Regions from separate parts of the Zea mays genome. Here region 2 is linked to region 1. Evidence: chromatin contacts called from public Hi-C data. All regions are on one chromosome and are shown on one strand. The core of a region is the stretch at or near the end of the contact, and the rest is flanking DNA. Distances in the headings are between cores, read along the strand shown.

Region 1 (3,433 bases), core at 598-3,097:
TTCCATCGACCGTCGCAAATTTCGTCTGTATTCAAATTCGTCCATTTTTTCTTAATTTCAATTTACACTAACAACTTCCCGGAGAAGCCAGGGATGTGCGCTCTCCCAGACAACAAACAGTAACGCTTTGAACTTGGGAACATAAAACTCAAATTTCAAGACAGAAGTGATGATAATGGTACAGGATTTGACGCCTCAAACATATCGTAATAAGCTCACAAGGGCTGAATATGAGAAAATAGGATGTGCGCTAACAGTTCAGCAAACCAAGAGTTTTTTTTAGTTTAATCTTCTGCTGGCTTGACAACTGCTTCAACTTCTGCGATTGTACTCTCAGCTTCTCCAATCTCGGCACCTTGCTCATTTGACTCCTTCAGTTCAGCCTGCGACGATGCAGCCATTGAAGCGGGCCACGAAGAAAACAATGCAGAACATTTAAGGAAACGGAAACGGAACTTTTATGCCATACCAGTGTTGCTTTCAAGTCAGCCAGTGCAGTTTCAAGTCGTTTGTGGCAGTCTGGGACCATCATCCTTGACTCAGCCAAAACATTCTCCTGCGGAGATGAAGTTACAAGTTTCGACAGACCCGTCAGTTCTGAGATCAGATGATCAGGCAATTTGAACAATGACCTTTTCACAATCACGTTTACATGAAGAACACATATGTGGCTTCATGTAGTATGACAAATACAACACATCTGAGAAACGGGAAGTCAGTTTAATTATTGAACACAGAAAGATGAACTATGACGAGCTTACCTTATAAGTTCAAAGTGTCAAAGACCAAAAGAAAACATCAACGTCAGTCAATTACTCCTATGATTATAGCATCAAGAGATTATATGCTCATATGCTTTCGTCAAAATAGTTGACAGTACATTGTTACAATCAAATGGAATCTCCTGTCACGGAAAGGCTAAACTGAACCGATTATGGCATGGCAATCCGGAAGTATTAACCTAACTAGCTGCAGACTGAAAGGCCACCGAGCAATGCTAAGGACTGCCACAAATATATCAGATCACAACCAGTGGGAGCAACGCAACACACTAGGATCTTAGGTGCTGTTTGGTTCAAAAAATGTAACGTAAATGGTAATGGTAATGGTTTCGGCTCGATTACTGGCGGTAACAAATTTGAATAGGCTGGTATCAAATTTTAGTGTGGTATCTGATTACAGTTGGACTAAAACAAACATGATTTAACGTTATCCGTTACCTATTACATTACAAATATATAAACCAAACGGCACCTTAGTATGCTTTGCAATCACTAGGGCAGAGTGGGTGAGTTCAGTAACAGAAAAAAAGTAGTGATAGAAGAATGCTCTGAGAATCAAAGGACCTGTCAGCACCTGCTGTTTGAGGTCGTAGGGATCGGCGCCCTTCTCCTTCATGTCGGCGGTCTTGGCAGCCTCCTTCTCCACCTCCTTCTCGTACGAGCGCAGCTCCTTCACGATCCTCTTGCACGTCGACGTCTTGATCTTGAGGTTCCTGAGCGTCGTCATCCTGGAATGGAATGCAGGAGGCAGCGGCGGATCCAACAAAGGATATAAAGAACGAAATTAGCAGGGACGATACGTGCAGACACTTGCGCTTGTGATTGGATCAGATCCGGATATAGATAGCCAAATACAGTAGCTTGAATTAGGGTTCGGGGTCAAGTGCTCAGTTTCGCAGAGAAGGAAGGGGATGGGGGGCGTACCTGCCGTAGTGGGCGCTCGTCGTCGCCGGCCAAGGGTGAGTAGGGAAGCGGCGGCGGTCGCCTGGCACCGTGGATGCGGAAAACGGCCGAATCGAGCGTGGATGCCAGGTGAACGGGAGAAACGAAAAACAGCAAACAGCACAGGGCTATTGGGCCGAATTCTTGCTGGATTGGTTTGGTAAGAAGAGCGGCCCATGAAACTGGTTCATTATGTGTCGGTTGCCCCGTGTGAGAATATATCGAGCGCACATGAAACTTTAGTGCATACGAACTAAAAAGTTAATAAAAATTTCATATATATTCTCTCTATCTTGCTCTAATTATATATAAAATTTAAATTAGTTGTACTTTAGCTATAATAAAAATATTTTTTTGATAAGTTTAAATTAGAAAATTTATACATTATTAGTACTGTCCATGGTGTGTGCACTGATGTTGACATGTTGTCATGCTGGTGGTCCTCTAATTTCTGGATGTGCCTGCATGTTGGACCATGCGGCGTCCCATCTGCTGGTTCGTGTTCCAATTTGTAAGACTATTCTGTCATAAAATAAATATACTGTATTATTAAGCTATATTTTGCGAGAAGTATAATTATTTTCTGTAATAACGCAGTTTAGATTTGAAATAGTTTAACATGGAAACGCTCTAGAAGTCGAGTTTGATTCAGAGAGAGCACTACTGACATAAAGTTGCTATTTTTTTGCTAGGTGAATAGCCTGATGATATACTTTTTCTTTATTGTTTTCTCGCTGAAGAATGCAACGGACATACTCTCTCCGTTCTTTATTAGTTATCGTTATATAAATAAAACATGTCTTAAATCTGACTAGATTTTTAAAAGATTATTCATAGCTCTAAATAAGTTTGTTATAGAAACAAATTTCTGAATCATTATTGCTGGGGTAGACGACCAACAACAACAAAAAAACCTGAATCATTATTTTACTTCTATAAATATTTTTTCCTAAAAATAAAAATTGTAACTATTTTAAATAGTAGTTTAGCAGTGGCCCACCCCTCCTGCCATGGCAGTAGCTTGCTTTGAGGAGGATCGAGGACCCTTTTACTTGGTCAAATTAGTTAACGTTGCATGCCAGATCAAACAAGCAATCACCAGATCAAATTAGTTAATGTACGCATTCATGCTTCAAGGATCGGTGAGAAAGCACGCATCCGCCGTAGAAGGTGGCAGTGGCATGGCAGCCCCAATTCAAAACTGTCAGCCAGTCACTGTACAGGGATCTGAACGAGAAGAACCAACAACACACAGCCAACTACAGGACAGGGTAGCAGTACCACTACCAAGAGCAAAACGTGCAAGCGGTTCATGGCAATCATTCATCCATTCGTCAGATCATTCCGCAGAAGACCTACAGCAAATTGGCGGCTGCTCGAACGTTCACTTGGTTTTAATCCATACCGACTTATACTGCTTCTAGCCTTCAGTCTTTAAGACGGGCTTCCATACTTCCATGGCAATGGCCAAGCACTGCACTACAAAACACCCAGCAAACGGCAGCAGCAAGAGACACTGCAAAGCAAAGGCAGGCGGACCAAGGATGAAGAAGAGCACGCATGCATCTTTCTCAGCACTCCTCGTTTACATCTGTACCCTTCTTTTCCTTCTTCTGAGAACTGAGGAGAGAAAAAAAATGCTAGCTGATGGTATGCAATGCCAAGCGAAAAGGCACAATAGATACAAGAGTAAAGCCTGAAGCAAAGCA
Region 2 (3,627 bases), core at 464-2,963, 140 kb before region 1:
TGTTTGGATGTAGTCAATCCTGGTCCAGTTGGAATTCGGTCATAAAGATTTACATGTAATCTATTCCGCGGTGTTTGACCAATTTATTTTGATGCCAAACTGATCTAATGCTGCTGAAGTTCTGATCACTGAGAAGCTTTGTGATTGAGTTGAACTCACCAAGTCAACATCAGGCATGAACTAATAATACCGGGGGGAACAACATTTCAGCTCTCTGAAGCCCTTGGAAAGCTATATGGACAATCAAAGCAGGGGGCTAGTAGCGACACTGTTGAACCATCGAAAGCTCGTGGTGGGGCCCATGAGAATTGCATAACGTAACCTCTTTAGCTCCTTATCTCTATTTCCGTACTTCCAGTGATGTACTTTCATCTCCTAAAGACTAATTAATAATTTCTTCGTATCGTCAGGTGTATTGTACCCTTGAGAAAAGGAAGCGATGGTACTATCAAACGATTCAGCACGTCAGGTTTATAGCTGAGCGTTCCAATTGCTTCCAGCTCTATTGTTCGAACATGTTTTGACACTCCTTGCCACGCGGCTTACAGGATTGGATGGTAAGGTCGTGGTATGGGATTTGGAAAACCACGTCAGCATTGCAAAATAGCTCGAGGGAAGGCTTTCGTTAACAATCAAATCGAGGGGGCTTCTGTCATTACCCATCGTGCTCAGGGGACCACCATTCGTGGCAGCGGGGTCCTGCAGGTTTTCAAGATCCAGGGCCAGCCAGGTAGATTTTTTTTGGGTGCCTGTACACAGAAACATTGCCTTAGCGTAGGGAGAACTTGCATCTATCAAGTAGATTCAATTTTTGGCGAGTAATTGTCCTTTGAATTGAGTCCATACGTATTGTGTATCCTTGCTCCCAAACAAACCCGTACCGTATAGTTTTTAGCTAGGTAGGTAGGCAATTGACGTCATCTCTTATTTCTGGCGCCATGTGTAAAATAACCACACACGGAATTCATCCGCGGATGCTGCATCTCCAACAATGAGACTTAAAATAGTGGCCCAAAAATTAAAATAAGATATTGATGAAGCCGTTTGTTTTTTATTTTTGAATTTGAGCCCTATATTTTAAGTTAGGTCGCTGATTTAAGGTACTGTTTAGATGCTCTTAGGTCCGGTTGGGACCTGTGAGGGATCGAGGGAAGTCCGTCAAAATTCTCCACCCTCCTCTGACCCTTCATAATCCCCTCCAAACCTCTAATTTCTAAGGTGTAGGTTTAGACTGTGTTCAAGCGTATGATTGTGTAAAATATTGTTTTACATGGTATATAGTATTATTTGTAGATTGAAGTTTAAAATAAAAGGTGAGATAAGACTATTCTCAATGCACTGTTTTCATTGCTGTCACATTAGATTTAAACTAGGTAACTAGAGTTTCGGTCACATGAAACTCTACCATCTCCTATAAAACTTTCTATATTTTTCAATGAACTGCAATGCCATGTTACCAAATGTGATGATGTGTTACCGTATTAAATAATTATGAAACTTTCATCGAGAATTGACTAAGAAATGAGATAGGAGAGTTGATGGAGATAGGTGTTGGGACTTATGGACGCCTCGTTTCTTCTGCCGGTTCTTTTGCAGGATCGAAAAACTCGCCTGATGGTTGAATTGTGTGACCGCGGACCACCATGTGTAATCCAACAGTAGAATAGGATGGTTCCATGAAAGCAGGCCCTGCTGATATGTGGCCTGTGGGGAGTGGGGACCTGCTCTATTGGTGGATCCCCATACGCTAATCTTTGCTTTGCCCCTGTTCAGGGACATCCCACCGGGTCGGTCAGTTTTGGCAGCATGTGCATGAGCTTCTGGTTTTATTACTAGCTGTATGCTCGCTTTGCTTTTGTTCTCGAGGGCTAGTTCGGAAACTCTATTTATTTAAGAGATTTATATTTTTCTAAAAAAAAATTATTAGAAAAATAGAAATCTCTTGTGAAAATGGGATTCTTAAACTAGCTCTGAAATTTAAACCCCTTTCGGGATTGAAGGGGATTAGAGAGGGAATTAGTTTATTTCCACTTTAATCCTCACCCTGAAGGAGATTCGAAGTTCCCAAAGTAGGCCTAATAGTGAGCAAATCTAGCGGCTGCCGTGCAGATCACGTTATGCTGTTTCTTCTTCACCCAACATGCGGGGCTGTGGTTGTTCAACAAATGTCATCACCTCAGCCCGAATCTGTTGGTTCCATGGTTGTTTAGATCATAGTGCTGTGCATACTTGCTGGATCAACTAGGCATGTCTCATTAAGGGATTGCTTGGATCAACTAGACATGGTGTATTTAGGTTATGTTTGGGAGGCTTCACTTCAAAAATTTCAGGTCCATTTTAGCTTGTTCTATCCAAATAGGTCGAACTCTAGCTTTTTAAAAAAATTGAAATTAGAGTTCAGTTTCATAGAATTTTTGAAGCTCTTCAAAGTGTACGAAAATTATCCACCATGCTATTGGTTATCATAATGCACTAATCATCAAAGGTAATTAAAGAAACACAAATTAATTGTATTACAGAAGTTGGAGTCCATGTGTAAGCTAAACATTCCTCCCACTTGAACAATATGTTTGAGTTGTTTTATGTTGAAGCTACAAAATCGAAGCTATAATTTTTGACAGAAGCCATCCCAAACATGACCTTAGTACTAGTAGTTAGGTTGGTTCCAACGTGAGAAGATAATTACCGGTGACGCGGCCGAGCCAACAGATTGGTCTAGCTCTAATGTTGGTTGGTCAATGGACCTGTTTATAATTGAGGGGATTATAATTGAGGGGACTGTTTGGGTTCATTTTACCACTTCGATTTTACCCTTCTATCCTTACACACCATCGAACCACTGTCATAATGTCTTCCTCGGGCTTCGACGTTGGGATGATCGAACACGAGGTGCTAGATATGTTACATCAAACTATGATGGACACGTTGCTGAAACCTGTCTCTGGATCTTCAATGAGAGGGAGGTGAAGGACGTGGCAGCGGAGCTACATCAACTGGCGTGAGCCATCCACATCCGATTGATGCAAGACTACTTAAACGACCCATATGTCTATCGTTCGCTCTACTTTCGTCGAAGGTACCATATGCAGAGAAGCCTCTTCAAATTTTAGAGGGATTGGATGAGCATTCCCCCTACTTCAATCATAGAACTGATACACTCAACCACAACAGTTTTCCCCCCACCAAAAATGCATCGATGTCCTCCACATGCTCTCTTATGGTAGCATTGCTGACTTTATTTACAAGTATATCAAAATAGGAAAAAAAAGTTGGCCATAGGGTGTCTCAAATATTTCTTTAGTGGGGTGTGATTTCATGTTTTCGTGAAGAGTATTGTCGTCGTCCCACCGTTGATGATCTTAGGCGAGTTTTAGCTAAGGGAGAGGAGGGGATTTTCGGGCACGATGGAGAGTATAGATTGCATGCATTGAAAGTAGAGGAAGTCTTCCGTTGAATGGAAAGGGCCCTTTACAAGGGGGAAATTAGATCCCCAACCATCATGCTTGCCTAGCATGACTTACAGATTTGGCATGTTGTTGGGGTTAGCGGGGTTGAACAACAATGTCAACATGCACAACCAATCATTGTTGGCCACTGCTATGCTCAAAAGAGAGTGAATGGATGTGA

Evidence for each region. A called contact is a pair of places that touch in the nucleus more often than the background predicts.
Region 2: a contact with region 1 is called in a Hi-C map of leaf, with 2.8 times the contacts expected there. The contact joins the enhancer-like site here to the promoter of LOC100281977 in region 1. A contact is called at or near these places in 3 of 25 Hi-C or Micro-C datasets (all in leaf).

Annotation. Positions count from the first base shown.
Region 1 is chr5:224,049,553-224,052,985 of Zm-B73-REFERENCE-NAM-5.0, reverse strand. It overlaps LOC100281977, which reads right to left and starts at 1,847. Exons shown (of 4, transcript NM_001154894.2): 1 at 1,707-1,847; 2 at 1,357-1,510; 3 at 470-556; 4 at 1-383. The coding sequence starts at 1,509. The coding sequence ends at 285. It overlaps LOC103627892 (Phosphatidylinositol N-acetyglucosaminlytransferase subunit P-related), which reads right to left. Exons shown (of 7, transcript XM_020538745.3): 7 at 2,808-3,344.
Region 2 is chr5:224,186,772-224,190,398 of Zm-B73-REFERENCE-NAM-5.0, reverse strand. LOC100384689 (Actin-related protein 2/3 complex subunit 1A) reads left to right here. Exons shown (of 16, transcript NR_159488.1): 13 at 211-317; 14 at 411-469; 15 at 549-730; 16 at 1,597-1,834. Among protein-coding and RNA genes, the nearest start is that of LOC100384689, 6.4 kb to the left of the region's middle. Within about 2 kb of position 1,713, at least 17 of the 20 cell types and tissues checked have an H3K27ac peak or open chromatin away from gene starts, as enhancers often do. A contact at or near this core is called in leaf, where this site is marked.